Linked DNA regions of Mus musculus: region 2 is linked to region 1. The links are chromatin contacts, called in public HiChIP or PLAC-seq maps. All regions are on one chromosome and are shown on one strand. Each heading gives the region's core, a stretch centred on a gene start, on an enhancer-like site or on the middle of the called end of the contact. The rest is flanking DNA. Distances are from core to core; before and after follow the strand shown. Region 1 overlaps Gm13446 (predicted gene 13446). Region 2 overlaps Ptgs1 (prostaglandin-endoperoxide synthase 1).

Evidence for each region. HiChIP or PLAC-seq counts read pairs in DNA pulled down with a chosen protein or histone mark.
Region 2: a contact with region 1 is called in a FOXA1 HiChIP or PLAC-seq map of pancreatic cancer cells. The contact joins two enhancer-like sites. A contact is called at or near these places in 5 of 39 promoter capture datasets (HPC-7-derived erythroid cells, cranial neural crest, hippocampal neurons and 2 more) and 1 of 115 datasets of contacts at active chromatin or transcription factors (pancreatic cancer cells).

What each region holds. Positions count from the first base shown.
Region 1 is chr2:35,546,370-35,551,996 of GRCm38.p6, reverse strand. Gm13446 (predicted gene 13446) reads left to right here. Exons shown (of 4, transcript NR_045894.1): 4 at 1,581-2,463. Among named protein-coding and RNA genes, the nearest start is that of Gm13446, 9.5 kb to the left of the region's middle. Within about 2 kb of position 1,691, at least 18 of the 459 cell types and tissues checked have an H3K27ac peak or open chromatin away from gene starts, as enhancers often do. A contact at or near this core is called in pancreatic cancer cells, where this site is marked.
Region 2 is chr2:36,240,720-36,246,076 of GRCm38.p6, reverse strand. It overlaps Ptgs1 (prostaglandin-endoperoxide synthase 1), which reads right to left. Exons shown (of 11, transcript NM_008969.4): 6 at 5,300-5,357; 7 at 5,123-5,206; 8 at 3,068-3,314; 9 at 747-1,033. Among named protein-coding and RNA genes, the nearest start is that of Ptgs1, 13 kb to the right of the region's middle. Within about 2 kb of position 2,371, at least 56 of the 459 cell types and tissues checked have an H3K27ac peak or open chromatin away from gene starts, as enhancers often do. A contact at or near this core is called in pancreatic cancer cells, where this site is marked.

The DNA.
Region 1 (5,627 bases), core at 442-2,941:
GGTCAAGCTGGGATTTGAACCCTTGCCTCTCCGGTGGCCTCATGGAAAGGAGGTTGTCTGGTGTGGGCAGTAGAAAGGTGTGGAGATGGAAAGAATCATCTGGAAGATCTGCTGTCCCACCAGCCTCTGTTCCGATTCCCAAGAGTTCACATCTGGAAGCCCTCTGAGCCATGCCGTCCTGTTCCTAGATTATGGAGTTTCTTTTAAAGGCCTCAAGTCTCATGGCCAGTACCATCTAACAAGTCCTGGGCCATACCAGGCTACCCTGTCCCTGATGGTAGAAAAGCAAGGGAATGCCACAAACAGATTGTGAGTTCCTTCAGAGGACAATGGCTCCCATGGCCTGTGAGTTAGCAGTCTCAGGGAATCCCACCACACTGTCCCATAAAACCAGGGATCAGGAAAGAAGAGGCAAGCCACTGCCTCCAGGAGTGAAGAGGGAAGAGTTCAGTCCAATTTGGACCCCAGACGTCCCAGTCCTGGGCAGGCAGATGTCTCAGCTGGTAAGGTTCTTGTCATGCAAGCATGAGGATAGGAGTTCGGCTTCTTAGAACCTAAGTGAAAAACCAGGTAGGCAAGGCAGCTTGCCTATAATCCCAGGACCCAGGGACAAAGACAGAGGATCCTTGGAACAAGCTGGCTCACCACACGGTAAAATCTCCAGGGTTAGTAAGATGTTTGTGCTAAGTAAGAAACTAGGAAGTTAAGAAAAGGTGGAAAGACTGATCGAGGGAGACAGGTGACATCAGCCAGCCTGAGGCTTTCGTGCGCCTGTGCACACAAGCATGCATACATGCGTGCACTCGCACATACACATGCAAAACAAAATTTTCTCAAAGAAAGAAATCAGTCATTGGGGTGCTGCTGAGAAGGACCAGTCACCATCCTTCCCAACTAGCTGATCCCAGGGCCGGCTCTCGGCCACAGAGCAGTGTGAATACTCTCAATCCCAGAGCAGTGTGAGCACTCTCAGCCACAGAGCAGTGTGAATACTCTCAATCCCAGAGCAGTGTGAACATTCTCGATCCCAGAACAGTGTGAACACTCTCAGCCACAGAGCACTGTGAATACTCTCAATCCCAGAGCAGTGTGAACACTCTCAGCCACAGAGCAGTGTGAACACCCTCAGCCACTGAGCAGTGTGGAAAGTCCCAAGTCCTTCCAGAAAAGCTGGCTAGAGAGGAATAACTAGAGTTTGGGGCTTTAAGTATTTTCCAGGGTAAGTGGCTCAAAATGGTAGTCTGGGGTCCTCAAAGATCCCCCAAATCACAGTGAACCAGGAGGCCTGCCTTGAGATCCCAGGATCCAGCTGGACTTGTGTCCTGGAAAGGAAACCCCGGCATAATCAGTGACAGTGAGCCTGTACATAGGTCATCACAGGAATGGTGCAAACGTGGAGGTCCTTTTTCTCATCCACCAAGCATCAAGGTCACCATCCAAGACAGTCATAGGTGTCCCCAGATTAGCAACCCCTGGAGACCCCCTCCAGGACATAATCCCATGAGCTAGCAGTCTCCACGGCACACTGTCCCACACATAGCTAGATTACCTGCCAGAACAAAAACTCTGCTCTCTTCTAGGTGGTACTGGACAGTCACGCCGAAGCCAGTCAGGAAAACCCACAAGAAGCCTGCTATGTTTCCCAGATGAGCAACAGTAGCCGTCTGTGCGATTCAGCAAATGCTGCCTGAAGACTATGCCAAAGGAATGACCCAGGGATGAGTCAGCCAGAGTACTAGCCATGGGCATCACCAGCCATAGGAGAGAGGCTCTCAAAGTGTTACCAGGTGAGGAGTCTGCCCACCGTTGCGAGAGACTTAAAATGCTCTTTTACTGTGGACCTTTGGAAGGCTGGACACACGAAAAAAAAAAAAAGTTCCGAGTGCCAGACCACATAGCTGACCCATTGCAGGGCAGGCAAGTTACATGCTGGAGGGGCCACGCAGTAAATATTTCAGACTTTGTAACTCTGCTCAGTTCTGCATTTGTAACTGGAGAACAACTTTGGGCAGCTCCCCAATGAGTGGATGTGACTGTGGATCAATCAAACAGAACTCTTGGGGGCAGGATGGCTCAGAAGTTAAGATCATTTGATGTGAAATTACGAGCAGCAGATCCCAGCACCGTCTGTGGGACAAGTGGACCATGCCAGCAGACAGAAGAACTAGTAAGGTTGAGCAGGTTTAAAACCCCAGGGAATCTTAACATTGAGAATAGCAGGCTTGGAAACAGCTTCCTGCCAAGCTCTTCCTGTCCTGGAACAGGTAAGCATGACACCCCATTGAGAGGACCTCAATCACATAGGGACAACACCTGAAGTCCTTCCCCACACAAATAGAGCATGCCTAACATCCCAGACTGAGCTAGCACGAAGCATCTAACTCTGGACCCCTCCTTATGCCTGGAATGTATATGTTTATTCCTATCCACATGGATAAAGTACACAAGTTATTTCACTGAGAATCATCTGAGAGTGGCTGTTTTATTGAGCTGTAAGACTCTGGGGAAGTTTTCTCTCCTGAAGCATTCATTGCTGGACCTCGGATCTGCCCAGCAGGCTGGACTCTCACCCCTGCTTGCTGCTGCGGCTACTAGCTGCCATTTGTTGTTAGTCATAGCCACTCCCCACCTTGGCGTTGAGATGATGGCAGTGGGAGAAACCCTGACACTGCATGAGCTTCCCTTTGGAGAGCTCTAACACTTTGGCCATTCCAGCCAGTCTAAAGCCCCTTGGAGCCTTTCTTTCTGTCCAGGTCAGAGATCCTTGGATTGCGTTCTGTCTCCCCTGAGCTGCTTGCCAGCAGCTCTCTGGTACCCCAGTGGTGAAGCAGACACACAGCCCTTCACCCGTCTAGTAAAGAGGGCATCCCTAGATGCCCACAGGTGCCTGTGACTCCAGTGCCGAGCTAAGTGGAAGTAGGAGGGTTGCTGGGACATGCTGGCTTCCGCCAGCTTAGCTGAGAACCTGTGAGCCCCAGGTTCAGTGAGAGAACTGCCTCAATGGAAAAGGAAGGTATACAATATCATCTTCTAGCCTTTAAGGCACCCTTACCCAGGCATGTACACACACACACACACACACACACACACACACACACACACACACAAACATACAAACCATTACTTGACACCAAAAGTGGGCTTTCTTATCATTTTCTTATCTAGTCATAAAATAGTAAAATTTTTTGGAGTTTCTCTTCAACCAGTTGAAGCTGTAAGGATCACATGGGTTGTAGTTTGCTGACCTGTGTCTGTGTGGGGATGCTGGGAGACTGGTTAGCCTTGAGAGGACAAGAGCCTTCAATGTCAGAGTGAGGCTTTTGGGTCAATGGGGGTTGGAGGTTGAGAACCGATAGCATTCACCACTCAGCTGGTGAATCAGCTACCATCCATTCGATCTGCTCTCCTTTCATTGCCCTGAGGACCAAGCCATTGCCCACTTCGAAGCTCAGGAGCAATGTGTGGAGACCAAGCCCTGACATAGTCACAGAAACAATTTTTAAAAACATTATTATGGCTCATATGTGTAATCCCAGAACTAGAAAAGCTGAGGCAGGGGCATTACTATGAATTTGGGGACTTCCATAGAGAGGGCTAAAGATGAAAACTTAAAAAAAAGTTAGGTCAATAAAGAACATAGTTTTCTTTCTTTGGTTTTGTGTGTGTGTGTGTGTGTGTGTGTGTGTGTGTGTGTGTGTGTGTGTTTGCTTGCTTACTTGCTTGCTTAAGACAGGGTCTTGTAGCCCTGGCTGTCCTAGAATTCACTGTGTGGACCATGCTGGCCTTGAACTCACAGAGATCTACCTGCCTCTGCCTCTGGGGTTCTAAGATTGAAGGTATGCTCTGCCAAGCTGAGCAACATGAGTTTTCCTTTAAGCCCACTCCCCACTCTGGGGTCACCACCATTAAGGGGTGGCTAAGTATGAGTCTAGCAGGCTTCCAGTGCACACAGCTATAGACCCATAGATACACCCTCCCATCCAAGGCTCAGCATTCTCATGGCTTGTGGCTTAGTCCCGTGCTTTCCTGCAATGAGGATTTGTCACTGAGCCGTTTAGCAGCATCTTCCTTTTTGACATTTGCCTCCTTGCTGTCACATACCTTACTGGTCCCCTCTACATGATGACACACAACACCATGGAGTCTCACATGTCCTTTCACACCTGGCACTAGGTTCTCTGCTGGGGAGTCTCAGAAGCAGACTAAGGCCTGGAAGCTCGGAGTGTGGGTTAACATGGTACCTGGAGCCATTCTCTACGTTGCTGGGAAGAGGCAAAGCAATTCTCCAGAGCCCTGGGAGGATCCTACCAGAGACATACTCAAGGACCGCTATTGCAGAGCACCTGACTGGTCCAGGGAAGCAAGCATCTCCAGAGAGGATAGGCCTGCCTACTCCTGCATGCTCAGGCCAGAACACGTGTCCAGTGGCAGCCCTTGGAGACAGTCAGTATCCTGGCCCATTTATCCAGTCACTCATGCACGTAGTTAACTAATATTTACTGAGCATTTCTTACGACTTGAGTCCTAGGCTATGGCGGTAAGCACAGGCATGCCCCTGCCATCCTGTTCTTCACTGCCTGGTGAAAGAGGATTTGGTTATCCATTCGTTTGGCTACTGTTTATTGAGAGTCTGGCATCTGTCAGATATTGTTCTAAGCACCGAGACTCTAACACAGAAGAGCACAATAGGGGAGAAAATCCCTGCCCTCCCAGACTTAGAGTCTGGGCGAGGAGACAGATAATGAACACATAGACAAGGGCAGTGTGTCAGAGGCGATGAGTGAGCCAGGGAGGAGATGGAAAGTGCTGGGGAGTGGCTTTGTAGCTAAATTAATCTGGGGAGACCTCACTGAACAATGATCTAAAAGAAGAGGTGAGGGAAGGTGGAGGGGAAAGAAACAGGATCTTTGCAGACATGGGGACATGGTCAGAAGCCAAGGGGAGGCCCACTCAAGACCCTAAGGTTGTCTACGGAACAGTAGAGACCAGGCCAGCTCCTGAGCATCTAGCAGTCCAAGAGGGACCCAGTATATTCTAGGTAGGGAGATGGCCCAGGGGAGGCCTAGAACAGAATGAGGATCAGGGTCCCACTCACAGGTGGCTTCCCCATTGAGAACAGGCCTCAGAGGGGCAGAGTGGATGTCAGGAGGATGGGAGAAGGGAATTGAACTTGACCCAACAAGAGATCTAGAACCAGGTAGTCCCCATGGGGATGTGAGAAGTTGCGGGACTCTGACATGTTCTGCAGATAGCCACGGGCTTTCCTGATGGGTTGGCTGTGGGATGGTAAGAGGAAGGGAAATGGACACCAAGGTTCCTGTTTCCCAGGGCAAAGGATGTGGTCGACGGTGAGGAGCAGAAGAGTGGCTGAGCTTCAGGCTAGCTTTGTACTCTGACAGTTGGGCTACAGTAGAGAGGCTGGTAGCTGGTGTAAGGCTGAGCCTAGGGTTGGGGGCAGGTTCTCGCCCTTCAGGGACGGGTGGGATTGAGATACAGGTGCCTAGAGGAAGTGCCAGGAGACAGAAGGAGGAAAGTCTAAGGGTGAAAGTCTGGCCTTAGAAGATGGGAATGAGAAAAAACTGCCCAAGAAGGGGAGTAAGCCAGCATGTGGCAGGAGATGGCTCAGG
Region 2 (5,357 bases), core at 1,122-3,621, 690 kb before region 1:
AGAATTGACAGGACACCATGGCTTTCTATGCTATGGTCCTCAACATGTCCTTAGAATTCTGAGGACATTAGAAAGCACTTTTCATGTTCCCTTATACACAACAAGTCCTCAAATGATGCTAGCTGTCACAGGACTGTTTCTCTTCTGTGTGATGAATGTCAAAGGGACAGGGTCCACGAACCACATCCATCGTCATCACCATATATATCCTGGGCATCTGGTGTGATGCCTGTGCTATGGTTTGAACCTGAAATGTATTCCATAAGTTTCTATTTTAGCTCCTCAAATGGTGGCACTACTGGAGATGCTGGAACCTTTAGAAGATGAGGCCAAGCTGAAGTAAGTGGACCACTAGAAAGCAGCCTTTGAGGGTTACAGCTCAGCCCCTGGTTCCCAACTTGTTGTCTCCTGCTCTGCTGTAATGTGAACAACCTCTGCCTTGAGCTCCTGCTGCCACAACAGATTGGGCCACTCTGCCATGGCCTCCTCACTGTGACAGATTGTAATGCCCCTGAAACTATAAGCCAAACCCTTCCTCCTTTGAGTGGTTTCTGTCCTTGTAACATGAAAGTAACTAATAAAACCTGGCACTGTCACCTAAATTAGAGAATTCACACAGGGATGTTTACAACCACCTGTAGAAGTAACAGAGTGTTCATTCCACAGATGAAGAAACTGGGGAGTTTGAACCAAGTCTGTTGTATCCCAGAGCCCACCCCTGATGCCTCTGTTTCTCTCAAGCTTACCCGGCCAGCCCTCTGGCGAGAGAAGGCATCCACCAGTGCCTCAACCCCATAGTCCACCAGCATAGAAGTGTTAAATAAAAACTGCTCGTAGCTGTACTCTTGTGAGCCCACTTGGAAGGAGTTGGGCATGAGTGGATGCCAGTGATAGAGATGGTTAAATTCCATGGCGATGCGGTTTCGATATTGGAACTGGGCTCGGAACAGCAGCTCCGGGTCAAACTTGAGCTGCAGGAAATAGCCACTCAAGTGCTGCACATACTCCTCAATGACAATTTTGATGGTTTCTCCTACAAGGGGAAGATAAGAAACAAGGTCAGCAGAGCTCAATGCATGGGAAATGAACATCTCGTGAAAAGTGCTTGCTCTCCTCTCCTTGCTGATGCTGGAGTTCATTTACTCCCCTTGGTCACTTCTGCTTTGTGTCCTTGTAAGGGGATGTGAAAACAGAACTGTCTCCGACTTGACTGAGAGACCCAGACAAGGGTACTGCTGCTCCATAGGCAGGCCTTAGACCCAGGAAAAGAGTCATTCAAGAACTGGTTTCCATGAGCTAGAGAGAGAGAGACGGCTAAGAGGTTAAGAGCACAGGTTGCTCTTCCCAGGGACCCAGGTTCAATTCCCAGCACCCACATGGTGGCTCACAACCATCTGTAACTCCAGTTCAAATGGATCTGGTGCCTTCTTCTGACCTCCAAGGACACCAGCCAGGCACATGACACACAGATATACATGAAGGCCAAAATACCAAAATATCTAAAATAAATTAAAAGATAAAAAAAGAATCATTTTCCCAACCCTGATGTAGCCTCCCTCCTACAGACCATGACAAGGGTCTGGAGAAGCCAAGCCTGTAAACCCAGAACTGGGGGGCATAAGAGGTGCTGAGGCAAGAGGGTTTCAGCATTGATGCCAGAATGGTCTAAATGAAAAGACTTAGTCTCAAAAAAAAATTTTAAGCTGAGAAACTCTGAAAGATACAAAAGCACAACATTGTATTAGTGAGGAATGTCATTTCTCTGAAGCTCTCAGTGAGGGACGAGGGCTTCAGAGAGCCCATCTGACAGCTGCTGCTGCTGCAGCAGCCAAAGAAAGCCCCACACAGCTAGGGAGCCCAGCCCTAAGCATTTGTTTAAGTGTAATACATTTCTGGTGTGCTGATATATATGTCAGAATCTCATGGGCAGGGGGTTCCCTTTAATCCCTTAGGCAGCAGCTATACACAAAGCAAACAGCCAAGAAAGATTACTTACGTTTGAACATTCCAGAACAATATAAAAACTGGCCAGCTGGATCGTTAGAGGAAGCTGTTATCTGGACCAATCAGCCAACAGATAAACTGGCTTTTTAGTAAACTGACCTGGAGCCACAGGACTTGCGGTTAGCAGAACTGGGCTCCAATCCTAGCTTCTCGGTATGTAGGCATCTGAGCTTGAGTCAATTGAGCTTGAGTTATTTGTCCTACTAAAGCTCACTTTCCTCGACTGTAAACTGTAGGCACTATTAATCGCTATGCGATTTCCATATGATCATGTATCCGGTCATGTGAGAAGGGGACAACAGAGGCATTTGTGCTGTTGACATAGGACTGGCAACCTCAGCCGTGTCAACATGGGTCGGCTGAAGTCCTAAGTCTGATTAACAGTGTCTTCACATTGCAGCCTGCTGGGCTGCTTTACCCACAGGCCTGGCCTCTCTGGTAAAGGTCTGGGCTATACAGACTTCCGAAGAATCAGCCTGTCCTTCCTCTGGCTACTCTTATCCCCAGTGACCAACTCTTCTAGAAGCCGGTGAATTAGCCTCTATAATTGGAACCAGCCATGCCCACTTGTACCCAGAGGTAGTGACTCAGACAAGGAGAGCCTGGTCTGGACAGAGGTGCAGGGTCCAGGCAGGAAACCATCTGACATTTTAGGTTATGGACTCACCCCCGTAGGAGACACAAAAATATCTTGTCCCTGAGTCACCTAGAATCTACCAAATTCTACAAAGGCTGATAGACAGAGAGAGAGAAATTGGGGGTTCCTGAGGGTAGGGTAAGCTGAGGTTTGATGCTGGTGTGCTGAGGACTTTAAGGCCAAACTGGGTACAGCACAAGGGAGAAACAAACTGGGGTTTGAGGTGACCAATCAAATGTACTCAGAGCCTTCCTTCCTTCTAGGCTCATAGCAAGTCAGCGCGTGTAGGAACTGAAGCCACAGCCTGGAGACCTGGGCCTGAGTATGGGTAGCCAAACCCTGGCTCGGGCTCAGGCTGTGACTCCCCAGGTTCAGTAACACCAGGGTCCTAACCCTGCTTTCCTGCCTCTCGGGGCATGTGCTCACCTATAAGGATGAGGCGAGTGGTCTGGAAGAGCTGCTCATCATCCCACGTGGGATGCTCCTCCTTCAGCAGGTCGCACACGCGGTTATGTTCACGAAGCCAGATCGTGGAGAAGAGCATCAGCCCCGGAAGCAACCCAAACACCTCCTGGCCCACAGCCATCTGCCTTTCAGGCGGGACACCTGGTGGGTAGCGCATCAACACGGACGCCTGTTCCACGGAAGGTGGGTACACCTCTCCGTCCAGCACCTGTGGGATGAGGCCGCCTGGCAACCTGACTCTGGCCCTCCTCCAAGATCCGTCTTGGAGCTCTCCACAGCCGGCTCCTGTGTTCCGACTTTACTACCTCAGCCCTGGCCCATCTGCCTGCTGCTCCCTAAGTGCCTGCCCTAAGCCAACTCTTGCCCTTACCACTTGGGTACACAGCAATCAGTATACCCCTGAGAGACGGAGTGGGGAGGAGGAGAGGGAGACCTCCATACAACATGCCCCTAAAGAGGTGTCTGGAATCACCCACAGTAGCTCCCTTCCTCTCACTCAGACGTCTCTTAGGAATCCCTGGATCTTCTTGCCTCCAAATCTTCTCACAGCTAAATGCCCTAGGGAGCAAGAAGATGACCATGGCCCGTTCTTGGCTTCCTCAATTCCCTTGCAACCTTAACTTCATAGGGGAGCAGTCTCAGCCTCCAGACTCTCTAATGGTACCGACTGGTTGGTGGCAGTTATCACAAGAGTATCACAAATACACACACTGCCAAGCCATATGCAAGTGCCGTTCTCCGTTCTGAAGATGCCCCAATGAATTTTCCTTAAGATCTTTCAGGTTTCCAGAATACAGTGTGAAAGCCACTAGCCACCTGTGGCTCCAAATCTCCAAATATGACTAGACTGTAGAACTTCATTTCATTTAGTTTAGATTTTACTTGATTTTGTTTTAGATTCTCCTTTTTTAGATTTTTTTGTATGTATACTATGTATGTATGTATGTATGTATGTGTGTGTATGTATGTATGTATGTATGTATGTATGTATGTATGTATGTATGCCTCCAGTGTGAGTATGGCCACAGAGGCCAGAAGAGGGCATCAGATCATTTAGAGCTGGAGTTCCAGAGGTTGAGAGCCTCTATGTGGATGCCGGGAACCAAGGCCAGGTTCTCTGCGAGATCAGCAGGTGCTCTCAACCGCTGACTCAATTCTCCAGCCCTATAGTTTTACATTTTTAAAGCTGATGTTTCAGCTACTGGGTTTGTGAATCTACTTATTCAATTACAAAGTTTATGAAATCTAGAGAGAGCCATCTCCAATGAGAACCTTTTTAATTTGTATTACATTTATTTATGTCTGTGTGCAGAGGCAAGAGCATCCTGGTATCAAAGCAAAGCTGTGGAGGTCAGAGGATAACTTGCAGGAATCAGATCTCTCCCAGGGATCAAACACTGGCTGTCAGGCTTGGTGGCAAGTGCCTTTACCAGCTGAGCCATCTTACCAGCCCAAGTAGAGTATGCTATTAAAATCCATCTCATCTGTTTTTTACTTTTGTTACTGAAGCCACTAGGAAATTTGAATTACATATGAGGCTCACACTACTGTTGGACAGCTCTGGTTTACACAAGAAATCTTGCTACAGCCTGTACCCTGACAGTCATGTATGTATAAACTGTGGTTCACCCATATCCAGACAGTCAGGTTCATGATTTGTTGGACTGTGGTTTGCCTGTACCCTGGTAATCCTGTATTTGACCCCTGATAGATTATGGTTTCTTGATGGTTGGGCCCATGGCTAAGATGGATACTGACTCAGTCATGTGTACAAGTTCCATCATGGTGCCCATTCCAGGGAGTGAAACAGCTAAGGAAATGAAAATATCCCCAGGAGGCCACAGAAATCTACCCCGTTCTTTATTTGCTTTTGCCCTGTTAACTCCTCCCAGCCTTTACTCTCTGTCCTCCTGGTTTCCTTCACTCTGGTAGTTCTTCAATTTGCCTACCCAGCCATCTTTATAAGAGAGAACAAGGGAGACCCTTCACACTGTCCCCTCCCCATGCCAGCACTACCTGGTACTTAAGTTTCCCATCCTTGAAGAGCCGCAGGTGATACTGTCGTTCCAGATTATCTCCATAAATGTGGCCAAGGTCTACCTGAGGTCAGAGAACGGTCCATTCAGATCACATGGATTCTGATGATAGCCTGCATGTGGCACCTGAGACTCCCTCCCTGTCCCACATACTCACCCCGTGGCCTAAGGCCTTGGTAAAGCCAGGACCCATCTTTCCAGAGGTCTTGAAGAAC